2 separate regions of the Acanthopagrus latus genome follow, and region 1 is linked to region 2. A link is a contact called in public Hi-C data. All regions are on one chromosome and are shown on one strand. Each heading gives the region's core, a stretch centred on a gene start, on an enhancer-like site or on the middle of the called end of the contact. The rest is flanking DNA. Distances are from core to core; before and after follow the strand shown. Region 1 holds the start of atp11b (probable phospholipid-transporting ATPase IF). Region 2 holds the start of LOC119029335 (E3 ubiquitin-protein ligase RNF14-like).

Region 1 (6,478 bases), core at 2,920-5,419, 160 kb before region 2:
GCCTTGGCAGAGAGAGGGAGAACTTGTCCTAAGCCTATTAGTACTATTAGTGATACTTGGTGGTAATGATTGAAAGCCACTTAGCGCTGGTGTATTTACCAAGAGGATCAGCCACAGCATGGTTAAACAGGCCTGATGGATTAACTCAGTCCAATACTGAGCCATACACACTGACCAGGAGAAGAGAGGAGAGAAGAGAAGAGAAGAGAAGAGAAGAGAAGAGAAGAGAAGAGAAGAGAAGAGAAGAGAAGAGAAGAGAAGAGAAGAGAAGAGAAGCACATGGCTTTAGTTTTCCCCCTCTGTTACCTAAATCTATACAGTTTATGCAGGTTTGAATAATACATGGTAAGGATGCAAGGATTATACCATACACCATACAGTTTAGCAGTTTTTAAATTCATGCTAAACTGTTTAATTGATTAAAAAAGCAAGTCCAATTAGCCCTAAATACATTAACTTATGTAGTGTGGTAATTAAGCGTAGATATAATTTGCAATTTTGGTAATACCCTTATATGTATAGATTTACTCAAGTACATGACTTCAAATCAGAGGTATTCATACTTTCCTTGAGTTCCTCAGTTCAAGATTATTTATGCTTCAAATTCCAACCAAGACAAACTGCTCTCGTTTTGCCTTTTTTGCATCCTGTAGGGTCTCATTTATTTGTTTTTGTTTCCTGTGATATTTTACATGATGCAGTGCTGTCCATCCTCATATGCAGACACACACACACACACACACACACACACACACACACACACACACACACACACACACACACACACACACACACACACAGGGCGGTGTGTTGTCCAAGATGTTATCCATTATACTGCTTGTGCAGTATCAAACAGTGAAGCACATTTGTGGTATGTGTGGCAGCTCTGCAGACATGGAGCTGTGGTTGAAATTTTTGCCCTAATTACTTTTCCTCTAAAGCCTGAAGCCTGAATCACCACAAGCAATTAAACTTCACCACAAGATGCCTGTAAATCTTTCACACTGGATCATGCTACTTGCATGTTATTTTAAAAGTAATAACAAACAAATTATATAATGTTGAAATATGACAATTACAGGGGCTGTGTATCCTTCATTAATATTTTTCCATTTTAATTTCTTTAATAATTACTACTTACCTACTTTCACACAAGTATATTATCAATGCATGACTGTGCACAGGATTTATGTTGCATGGAAATACTTCTAAAAGCAGAAGCAGTGTATAATAACTTGACTATCAGATGTTTTAAATGTACTACTTGAAGCCCAAAGGCCACACATGCAGGATTCCTACCCTTATCTGTGCAGTATGCCGAACAATTTGAGCCTGCTAGCCTACAGCATTTAATATGACAAGCACTTAAAAGGTAGAAGTATAACAGAGGTTGGATTCAATGCAGAGCTGGGAAGGCAGCCAGACTTTATCTGGTCCCTTACCATCCATTTCCATGACAGACATGAAGGGCATTGTGGATCACAGGCCAGCAGACTGTCTGAGGAATAAAGATGTGCCTTAAGCCGTGCGTGACCCCAGTACATGATCAGACTCATGCTTTCTGAGGCCTTATGTATATTGAATTACTTCAGCGAAGATAATGTGCGATGCATGACTTCCAGACATAAACAACAGGGAGATATTCTGTAGAATACAAACAGAAGTAGGCCGCAAGAGAATTTGTTTCTCATCTCAACAGAGTGTTTCGTATTAAACTCCAAACAGAGGGATTAAGTTGGTGTGTTTTGTTTTTCCCCCCCTGTATATGAGAAGCCCGGTCTGGTTCAAACAAAACATCACTACTTTTAGCCGCCTTGTAACCTTTTTGGAGATTACCTCTGATTTTGCAGCGTCATTAGGGAAGGATTTTCTCAGGCCCTGAAACAGCTGACATTTATAGATGAGAGGGTTTTTCTATCTTAACACCAACAACGTGCATGCCCCTGCCAACCCTTCACATTCTCGCAAGAGCGCCGCAATGTATCCAAGCCAGCTGTGAGGTGGGAGCTCCCAGATGTTGCTGCTGAAGTGGCGTTATGTAAATCAGGGTAACCTAGAGATTACCCTGACGGTCACATGGGTAGGACCACTGGGCTCGGGACTGGCACACAAACAGAGACAGATAGCGGATTACCTGCAGGATTTGCGGAGTAATGCTGTCTTTTTCAAATGAGTGAGGGATATTTCTGCTTTTGCTCGACATACTGTGGAAATAACACAAAAAAGGCATGTGACTCTGGCTATTGTGTGTGACAGATGAGTGAGGCTTGAACCCGGAGATGTTGCAAACACTGTGGCACACTCAGTGCCTTACCCTGCTGACTCACAGAGTGGCCTTAAGCTCTTTTAATCCTGGAGATAAATGCGTGTTGGTGGCGTTTGACTTCGCTTCTCTGTTTTTTGTTTTTTTTTTCCTGGCTTTTAAAACGGCTTTCACGATGGAGGGGCCAGTATGGGGACGAGGTTTGTGTGGCGGTGAGCTGAGTCACATGAGCACCTTACGGAGGAAACGTGAGGGTGCTGAGAATGATGCAAAAACATGCAAATGCTGTATGTTTCTCGATTTCAGTCAGGAGGCCAGAAAGAGGGAGAATAAAACCCCTTGAGTGCTGGGCAGCTGCAGCCATTCTGCTCCAGACATCGCTGCTGGAATACATTGATTTCACTGATTACACTGCATCCTCCTGCCACTGACGGGAACATCTCTTCAGTGTTTTCAATCGCGGAGAGCATATTGACTCAATTCAGAGAGAACACAGCACAGACAGATTTTCCGCGCACTTACATTTTCAACCGTCCGAGCATGTCTCATCCTCCCTGTGTGGTAGCTGTCGTTTATTGTCTGTACATTATTGACCTATTGGCTGTGCTGCAGCCAAGTCTCAGAGGAGGGAGGGAACAGGAATGAATTAATCACCGGGACAGCGCCACTAATACGAGGATGACCTCACTTTATGTGAGATGCCTTACAAGAGACATTACGGAGCCACAGAGTGACTGGATGGCGTCACTGACAGACTGTGGAGAAAGAGACAAGCGGGGCTATGAATGACTGTGTAAGGGAGAGTTTTTCAGCTCATATTCAGTCAGGAGTCATTCCAGGAGATGACAAACAAATTCTCTTTGGCTTAAGATATCTAAAACACTCTTGGAGTAAGCAAATCCTCTTTAAGTCTCCACCACTCTGTTGGCAGAGAGTATTCACTAAAAGTGCCCAGTAAGCAATCTAGATATGACTCAGAGCCCTGCATTCTAACTATTTGGTGTATACAGTATAAGTGGCTGAGAAGACTCTGCAGTTTCATAGCACCACTGCAATATATACAGTACATCTTCATGTGGTGTACGTCCAGGGCCCTTCAGCACATTATGAAGAAGACAAACATAAATAAAAAAGAAGTGAGACAGCAACATGTGCCCTCATTTCTGCTCCACAGCTACACACAATGTTCAAATGGTTACTTATTGTAGGTTTTGCTGGTCACTGACATTCTGCAAATGTTCTTACTATAGACATGGGCGGATTAACTGGCTGGGAGACCCGGGGCAAAAATGATTCTCTGGGTCTCCATTAGGAGTATCAGAGGAAATGGTATAAAAATCAGCTGATCCAAAAATGAGATTTCGCCACCCTCAAAATACACTGTCCTTCAGACTTTTTTTTACTTGTCAGAGTAAAACAAGCACACAGGCTAATAATACCACCATTTGAGGGCCCCAGTCGGCCATGACGGTTTGAGCCAGCATAAACTAAACTAAAGCAGCTGAGAGGATTTCAGCCATTATTAGTTTCATCATGGAGCCCTTATCATGGAGCATTTATCAAGTTTGTAATACAGCCTTGTTTATTACTATCCACATCTGTATTGTATAAACATCATGGACTTGTTGCATTCATGCATTTAAATCAGGGCTGCCCAAAGATAGCCTGCTGTGAGGTTCAATTTGTTCCCAGTGAAAACATAAATAAATGTTTGCAGTTTTTGTGTGCAATAAAATACTCGTGCAATAAATATCTATCTATCTATCTATCTATCTATCTATCTATCTATCTATCTATCTATCTATCTATCTATCTATCTATCTATCTATCTATCTATCCTTTTTTTTTTTTGGTGACTGCAGACAGGCAGGGGGCGTTGAGAGGCCGCTAGAGAGCTGCCACTGTCTGCTCAGAGCAGTGTACTGGCAGGGTAAGACTGATCGTGGCAGAGCAGAGATGTAGTGCAGCTTGCTGGGACTCCGTGGTCAGTCGTCTGTCACTTTTACCGGGGATCATTTGTCCAACATCAACACGGAATGGGAAAGACCGGATTTATTGTTTTGCATAGTTACACTGCATGAATGTGTCGCGTAATGCGACTGAGAAGAGCTGCCTTCGGGGGGAATTATTTATGGTTCGGGACGGTTTTGTTGGAGTAGCTAGTTGCTAGCGCTGGGCTAGCGACTCTGCTGGCTACTTCGAACGTATTTTCGCAAGGATGCTACGGTGGATACGACAGCAGCTGGTAAAACTGCTCTCTTACCTTTTTTCATAGCGCTAGGACGCAATATCTTACAAAAGCAGTTACTTAACACGGGGTTTGTCAAACGGAAATCTTTATGAACTTTATTTCGGTGGCATTTAGCAAGCTAACCCAACTAGCTAGCTGTTGCCGATGTGTCCAAAACATTGTTGACTGTCTCGCTGTGATGACAGTCAGGTGTAGGTTGGGTTAGCTACCTTCCCAGTTAGCTGCCGTTAATTAGCTGACACAGGTCTGACAAAGCTATTTGAGTCGAGACCTAAACACACCAGGGTTAAGTTTTAGGTGTAGTTGTTACTTGATAGAAGTTTTCTAAAACGTTTGCCATTGTAAAAATGCTCACTGAGAGTTAACAGTTAACTAAGTTAACGCTACCTAGCTGGCTAAGAAACTTGAGCGTTAACGTCAGCGTTGCTAACTTCTCGTCGTCCAACGTGAAGTCCTCAGGAGTTGTTTTATTCTTACTGACTATTCTTAATCGTGTCAAGAGCACCGACAAACTAACTTTAACAGCTCTTTAGATATTAATGTCAATTCTGAAGCTTAATAACTTATTTATTATCTGTCATTTTTAACTTTCGTAATACCTTTAGATCGGCTAAATGTCTCTAAGTGAGTTCTCAGTGCATATCTGTATGTACTGGCTACTAGGATTTAAAGTCGACGGTGTTTTAATGATCGCATATGGTCAACGGTGGAAATCATTCTGTGTTTGCTGTAATCACCTGTTGTTTGCCTACAAACACGGCTGTGTGTTGACGCATTGACAGTTAAAGGCGTACAATGGCCAGAACATTTAAAGGACAATAATGGTCCATGTCAGGCTAATCAATCCTGTTCGATTTGGGGTAATATTGGGGGGGTGAATATGGTAATAACTACCTTGGTTTTAACTGATGTTGCCAGTACAGAGAGGGAGTCACTGGGGCCTAGACGATAGACTGAGGTGTGTTTTATGCTGGAGGAATGAATGATTTGTTTTTGGTCGTGCTGCATTGACATAATGGTTATATGCTAGTATTTATGTTTGTCAAAGTAGGGTTTAAAGTTTTTATAGGAAGTAGCTCCAGTCTAAATCAGAGTTGTGTGACCAGTGGAGGAAGAGTGCGAGCTTGTGATAGGGGCATACCCATGGGAACGAATGAATGAATGAATGAGAGCATATTATCATATTAGTCACACATTGGTCAAACAGTTGATGGCACCACAAGGCAGTGAGTTTAATCAATGTTAAGGTGTTTCTGAGTTCCCATGTCTTCTGTCACTGAGTACACCCTGTGCTTGAGGTTAGGTTAGAGAGACTCTCCTGCAGCTGTAAGTTTGTCATTCTGTTCTTAAAAGTTTCCTACATGCTGTCGGGGGTTAATTTTGGCCTTCGCTATTGTTGGGAGTACCATAGAGAGTTACACTTGATAAAAGCGGTAGCCGCCCTCCTCCTAATTTGAGATAGCCGGTTATTTTGACCCACCCTGTATAATTGACCTGCCCAGTTAATTAAAAGTGTAATTAAAATGCATCTTAATACAACTGTGCTAATGAAAAAGTTAGTGTGGGGCATTTGTCTGACCTTGATATCAGCTGAAAAGTCATGCAGCGATGTTTTTCCCGTCACATATGGCTTATCAGTTTCTTTCTAGTGATACTGGTCCACATTAAGAAGCAGGAAGGGTGAGGGTGAGGGTGAGAGAGTGTTCACTGAAAGTGTGGCAGGTTTTTAATGCCACTCCTCTTCCATCAGCAGTGCTGACATACTAGTAATGCTGCATTTACATCAGAAGAGAGCTACCATAATTACAGTGCAAGCAACAGTTGCAACTGGGAACAGCCCTAGACATCTTGTTCTTCCAGTATGACATGGAGATTTTTGTTCACTCCAGCATTTCCAATGAAGAATCACAATTTGCAGTGTAGACATAATTGCTCGGCATTTCCCAAAGCATAGCAAGTTTCTA
Region 2 (7,065 bases), core at 1,925-4,424:
TCCCCTCTCTTATCTGGAGCTTACAGAAGTGGGAGAGACAGGCCCGGCAGAAGATGTGGCCACACTCAGGCAGCTGCACGCAGTCCAGACCGAGAAAGCCCTGAAAACACACACCACAGTCAAACACTGTGGCGGCAAACTGTTTCTGCTGCTGGGCCGCATCATAGATCAAGATCTGGGAGAGGAGAGCTTGTGAGGGAGTCAGGGAGAAACCAGAGAGGGTTTGGTCTCCATTTTGAGGGGGTTCTCTTGGCAGAGCTGCAGCTCCTTGCTTACTTTCATCAGGTGGGCCTGAGGAGCTGGAGGGAAGCAAAACACTCCCTTCATTTAAGAAATCTTCCTGGCTGGTTTGTTTAGGCTGATCATCCTGGCAGCCAGCCTTAATCTCCGAAGTTTGGAGGGTCTGTTCAGCTTCCAGTGCCAATGCAGAGAGGTCCAGACTTTGAGTATCTGCCGGTGCTGTGGTCGGAGTGTGTTTGTTATTCTTTGGTTTTGAGAGTGCAACATCTAATGAGTCCTGGCTACAGTTCTGTGTGCTGCTGTCACCCGAGGGGAGCTCCAGCAGAGTATTGATGTCCAGGAACCTGAGGGCATCTTCCTTGAGAAACTGCACCCAGCTGAAGAGCACCACAGCGCCTCTGGTGGCCTTGAAGAGATCGGTGAGCTGAGCACTCAGTGCAGAGAGCTGCAGGAGGAGAGGGCAAACAGACTGATGTAATCTTCACTGACCCTCTGCAATCAAAAGTAATCTCTCTGGCTCAGTCACCGGCAGGTTGTAAATGCAACCAATGATGTTTGAATTGACCCACTTCGCTTCTACTGATTACCTGTGAGTGTGTCAGCCAGCTGCAGGTGAGGGTGAAGGAGGGAGGAGAGGAGGATGGGTAGTCCTCAGGGAGCCCAAAGGTCAGAAGGAGAGGAGGGAGGAACGATATCTCGTACTGGCTCAGCGTTTCACCTAAGAGACATGCACAGAGTTAATAAACAATAACCAAAGACACATTTTTTTTGTTCACCTTCTTTTTCTGGTGTGGACACACCTACGCATCCGCACTTATCACTTAGTTTTAGTCTCGACTCTAAGTTTGAGGTTTTTTTGTTTTGTTTTGTTTTGTTTTGTTTTTTGGGGGGGGGGGGGGGGGGGTTTATCATATTTTTTCTAAACATGATTTTTATTTTATAAAATAAATATATAATATTTTGATAATTAATCAGTGCTGAAATGTAACGACATTTACCTTTACGTTTTACATTTACTACTGTTTATAGAAATGACCTCGCAATGTGGCTCTTTTAATTTTCCGCGCACAGGTATATTGTGCACAGTATGAAAACATCATATTATCAATACTGACATTTAAAGCTCCACAGCCTTGTTCCCAACTCGGCCTGTTTACCTTCTTTCAGAGCCACAGTGAAGGCGGAAGGCAGCTCGACACACACTCGGAGTTCTCCGGCAAACTTCGACTCATCCCGGAGAAACTCATCCGAACCAAAGATACTGTGGAGAGCGAGCAGTTCGTCCTCCTGCTCCTGGATGTCCGCGCCCATTCCTCTCGCTCCCAAACACCGGGGCAGACTGCACTTCCTCCTCCTCCTCCTCCTCGCTCTGGTTGTTAAAAAATAGTATTTAGTTTTCCTGCTGGACGTTAATTTCGCGCTGTAGTTTGGAGTTCCCTGTTAAGTCTCGCGCCGTTCTGAGTCAGTGGGTCTGGTCTGTTCCTGGTCTGAGGTCGGTGCCCGTCTCTCTGTTGACTCACGTGCCTGACGCAAGGCTCAGCCTACAGCGGTAACTACAGTCTACAGTGCTGGTGTTACTGTAATGCAAAACAGGTCAACGTCAATCACGATGAGTCATTTAAAGAACTCATATTATTCTCTGTTTCTACAAGTTAACCTAGTTCCCTGGAGTCCTAATGAAATGTCTGTGACATGCTTTTTGGTCAATATATCATAAGGATGAAGCACAGTAGCAGTTCGTAACAGTTTAATAACCCTGCCAAAACAGCCTTGTTCACAACAGTCGGTTTTGAGTGCCTGTCTCTTTAAATGCAAATGAGAAACAGGTACTTCTTCGGAGGTGTGCCGACGCAGGCACGCTCATGCTACCATGGCAACAGTTGAGCATGAACACTGGGAGAAACTTTACCCTTAAGAATCACAACCAACCACTGCGCATCCAAACAAGCACAAGATATTTGTGTGACTTCTGCATTAAGAAATAATACAAATGTCACAGAAATGTTTTGCCAGTGAGGTATAAAAATAGTGACAGTGAAAGAGGTAAAGAAGAGGGAAAGTACATATTAGAATGCGGAATAAACAATAGTCAAATTTAACGTAATAATTTATTCATGCTGTACGTAAGTATAATTCCTGAGGCCGTCACCTTGCACTTTACTTGAGTATTTCCATTTTATGCTACTTCATAATTCACATCATGTCAGAGGCAAATTGCCTACTGTAGGCCACTTTGTACTCCAGTGCATGCATTTGTTGTGGTAATATCCAAATGTTACTGTCTGTTGACTGGACATTGAAGTTGTTTTCACATGTTGCTGTGGTGACTGTTTACATTCCTCCCTTTGGTAATATATATCACATACGACATCATCCACTCCACCACAGCCTGGTCACAGACTCAACACCCGGCACGTTCATCTCTATCTTGGGTGGATTCGACCACGTCACCATGGTTACAGCTGCATACGGCTTGCTGTGTGCCAACGTGGAGAATGCATACAGCTCCTCTCCCTCTACAGTTCAGCACCAACTTGGGAGTTGAGCGTGCCACCATCTACCTGCTCAACTGTGTTTACGCCCACCTTGAGTTTGATGTATCAGGGAAGGTACTGAGGATGACTTCAGGACCACTGTGGACAACTTGTCGTGAGCGGAACCATCTACAGCTCAGTGTGACAAAGACCGAGGACTGGTTGTGGACCTGAGGAGGACCAAGGTGCTGTTGACCCCTGTTTACATCCAGGGGGTCAGTGTGGACATTGTGGAGGAAGGGACAGAGTCATCTCTATTTCCTGAGATAACTTTTCTGGTCCTTAAACATCTGCCGGACTATGCTCTGGATGTTTTGGCCAGTGCTGTCCGCTATGCTGTGGTGTGCTGGTGCTTCCTTTTTAAGAAAACACATCTCTCTATAAAAGCAGTGTGTGTGTGTGTGTGTGTGTGTGTGTGTGTGTGTGTGTGTGTGTGTGTGTGAGTCTGTTCCTCAAATATCTCTGCAGATCAGGATCAGACTGACCTGAGAGTTTCCACATGGCTGCTGCTTGGTTCAAGGTTGTGCAACATTGCATTTGTTTGGACTGAATGATACCGTTAATAATTTATTTTGTAAATGCTTTACCAATTCGTCCAGCATTGCTAACTGTAGTCACCGCAACAGAGCCAATCACTGCAGAGCCCAAACCCATGACAACAAGCGGATTTATACCTGCAGCGGCGCGAGCTGGACCGGGATTTTGCCGGTGGTTCAGTCCTGTTATGTTCTGTGCATCTAAATTGACTGTTGTGGATTAATGAGTTCGGATCGAGTCTGTTTGGGTCTGAGGAGATCTGGAGACGCGCGGACAAAAAAGTGGAATCGGAATCTGCGGACTTAGGGTAAATGATGTCCACCACACTTTTTTGCGTACATTTTCTTCACGTTTGCTTTGTGTCCAAGCAGTAGTTTGGTTGTTGAGGAACAGGGGAAGTTGTGGGAGGGACGTAGGCGGATGAATGACAGAATGACAGTGTATAGTTAGTGTGTTATGTAGTGTTCGGTGTAGTGTGTTTAGTGTGTAGTAGAGTCAGTTTTTTGTTTAATGAGTCAAAACAATGAGACTGCTGAATGTGGAACAGGCAGTGCAGCTCCTCATTCAGGTCCATTGTGTTAATACAGTATGTCAAAATAAAAAACATAACTGTACAGTCACACATGTGAGGTCGTGCTGAAAATAATGACACCAAATATACCTTGGAATATCGGATTTCACAACAAACCTAAATATCCCTGATGTCCCACCTTCAAACAAAGCCTCATTTGGTCGTCCATGAAATAGCTACTTAACCTCCCACTTCTCTATAGGAATACATACTTCCTACAGGCACTGCACTAGTTTCATAAAACACATTTCTTGCAGGTTGTAAATTAAATCATATATTGTCTGTTGTGAATCAATCGCTGTTCACGTGAGGTGAAGAGTAAGTCTGGCTGCATGCTTCATGGGGAGGGGCAGACGCAGACCTGACGCTGCTGCGTGACGTACTCACGCCTATAGCCTCGCTGGGGGAGATGGAATTGGCTAAAAGTAAACTTGCCACAGGTGAATTCACCCTTGAGGAAAACAATGCAGGCACGTGGGGGCTGGGTTCAGGCCGAGTTCGGGCAGACAATTCATGCTGGTGTGTCGGGCTGCCTCGGGTTATCAAAAAAAAAATGTAGTGGATTAAAAAGTATTTGCATCCAAAATATGGCGAAGTTGAAGTTGCAGAAAATGCTCATATCTAAATACTTCAAGGTATACTTAAGTACACTACTTGTTTGTAGTTTTATTCCACCACTGGTAATTAGTAGAGTTGTTCCGATTCCGATATCAGTATCAGAACTGCCTCCAATAATGCCCAAAATGCTGGCATCGGTATCAGCGAGTACTGGAGTCCAGGCACCAATCTGATACCACGTAATTTATTATTTGTTAAATACTGGACTATTTAAAAATGTATCGTTATCGGCTGTTACCCACAGTAAAAGTGTCGGAATTGGTATCGGGAGGGAAAAAATAGTATCGGAACATCGCTAGTTGTTGGTTATTTTTCTGATTATGATGTTGGATAAAAAAAGCACAATTCACTGATTAAACGCCTTTGGCCTGTTTGTCATTCCGCTCTTAATCTCTCAGGTTTCATTTAAAGGTTTCAGTCAAATGTTTTTAGTATAAAGTATTCACACAAATGCGAACTGTTTTTTACTCTTTGAAAAAACAAAAACAAAAACCTCCTCTTCCCCACTGATAATCTCATGTCCCTCAGATTCACTTGTCACGTGTCATCTTGGAGAGTCCTGAATCAGTCTTTACAAGTTGCTGTTGCTACATCTTTTCCAACCCAACCCTACACAACAAGTGTTTGTGTCTGTGTGCAACTACTTGACCTGCCTTTAATTGTCCCCCGGGGACAAATGAAATTATTTGAATTGAATTGAATTGAATTGAAGTATAATGTTTGTCCTGATGGTGGCACCACAGGAAAAGCCATTTCAGCTCAGTGTTACAGCTGACCCTGTGAAGAGGTGAAGGAAAGCCCACAGTGAGTGACTAAAGAAAGAAATGATTCATTCTGTGTGGGGAATGAATGTTCCGAGAACCGATTTTGATATTCACTGTGTCCAAAAGGACAACTTGACCTGATGGTGGTGGTGTCAGAAAAACATGCAACGGTCACATAGGGTAGCACGAGTCAATCTTGTGGTACCATAAACATTATCATAATCAGCAAATGTCATTATAGTCCAGTCAGTACCTATCAGGGTAACTTTCTCTGGACCAAAGCATTGGGCAGACTGGCTTAATGTATCGACCTTCACTGGAAGGGGTTAGGGCAAGCCAAAAGGTACCTGATAATAAGTGACAATTTTCATCATATTAGGAACAACTAGTAATTGTGTGCACATTTATTCTTCACTTACATTTACAGTATAATGCTAGGTTGATTAGAGGTACAGGGATTGGGCAAGAAAAGATCCCATATGCGATACTTAACTGCTAACTTCAGCTTTAAATTCAAGTTCAGTCTTGATTTGGGAACAGGAGTTTGATAAAGAAAACAAGTCTGAACACTTTCACTTACAAGATTTTTTTTTTTTTTTCTGGAGCTTTTAACCACATCTCAAGGTCTTCCACACCAATTGGAGTTGGCTCCTTATAGAAGTTATAAGTTGTCATCACATGATTTTATTACAAGGGCAGCTGAATCATCTTCATGACTACTGAAACGACTTCGGCTGTTGATGAACACTTTGAGATCAAGTTAACAGCATTGGAATTGAGATGCAATTGAAAGCTCTGGAAAAGTGGAACATACAACTATTGTTGTACTTTCTTACTTATTAACTCGCAAAGCTAATGTTTAATCCATTGAAGATTAACAACAGCAAGAGTGTTAGTCTGAACATTTTCATATGACAGAAGTCAAATGCAGAAATCTGCAACTGGTTCCTAACGCAGCCATTCAGTGTTTGCAGACAGTATTAGACTATGTTACAATATTAGAACTGTAAACCTACAGGTATAAATAAGAAATGATCGTGGCACAAAATATGTCATCATTATTCTGCTTAATATGAAGTTAAGACTCCAGAGAAATAAGTCATATAACAGAAGTGGACTGTAATATTAGGTAGATAAAGTTGCACTTCAGTGTCCATCAGTTGCAGCTGTAGTTTTCATTTGGGTTGATTTTGCTCCCCAAAACCTTTTCTGCCATGCTCATGGGCTTGGGGACTCTTTGGGATTTAAACTTGACACTCAAGGGCTGGGAGACGGTTTTGGAATCTACCATGACAGTCAGGGGCCTTGGTCTTCTTTGGGATTTATACATAACATTCTTCTGGATGCCTTTAGCAGATGCTGGATTAAGAGAGACAAACAGTCAAAGCATTTACATCCATAAGACAAAACCACATTTTCGAGATAATCTACATCATCCAGAGCATGACTTCATCTACCTACATCAAGGATTCAAAAAACACAATGGGAAAGTAAAAAAAAAGGGGTAGGCTTTGGATGCTGGTTTTGTTTGGGTTTGCTGGGTTCTAAGTGTTGGACAGAGTAGCCCTGATACCCACCTGACACCAGGACACACTCATCCTTGTGTAGTTTATCCCAGGCTTTCAGTTTGCAGCTCCTGGAGCAGTAGTAGACCTTGTGGCAGCGGCTACAAGGGGTCAGCACCACAGACACAGAGCGACCGCAGTGATAGCAGAACTTAAACAGTGGTTTCCTAAAAAAATACACACATACAGAATTAGGAAAAGGCACCTGGAAGACTTGTAGTTCTTTATTTTGTCTC

Evidence for each region. Hi-C and Micro-C count contacts between places; a contact is called where the count stands out from the background.
Region 1: a contact with region 2 is called in a Hi-C map of muscle, with 3 times the contacts expected there. The contact joins the promoter of atp11b here to the promoter of LOC119029335 in region 2. A contact is called at or near these places in 2 of 4 Hi-C or Micro-C datasets (liver and muscle).

What each region holds. Positions count from the first base shown.
Region 1 is chr11:25,538,910-25,545,387 of fAcaLat1.1, reverse strand. atp11b (probable phospholipid-transporting ATPase IF) reads left to right here and starts at 4,169. Exons shown (of 31, transcript XR_005077667.1): 1 at 4,169-4,508.
Region 2 is chr11:25,380,022-25,387,086 of fAcaLat1.1, reverse strand. It overlaps LOC119029335 (E3 ubiquitin-protein ligase RNF14-like), which reads right to left and starts at 3,174. Exons shown (of 7, transcript XM_037116112.1): 1 at 1,356-3,174; 2 at 828-958; 3 at 1-685. The coding sequence starts at 1,551. It overlaps ankmy1 (ankyrin repeat and MYND domain-containing protein 1), which reads right to left. Exons shown (of 19, transcript XM_037115904.1): 18 at 6,842-6,996; 19 at 5,654-6,623. The coding sequence ends at 6,421.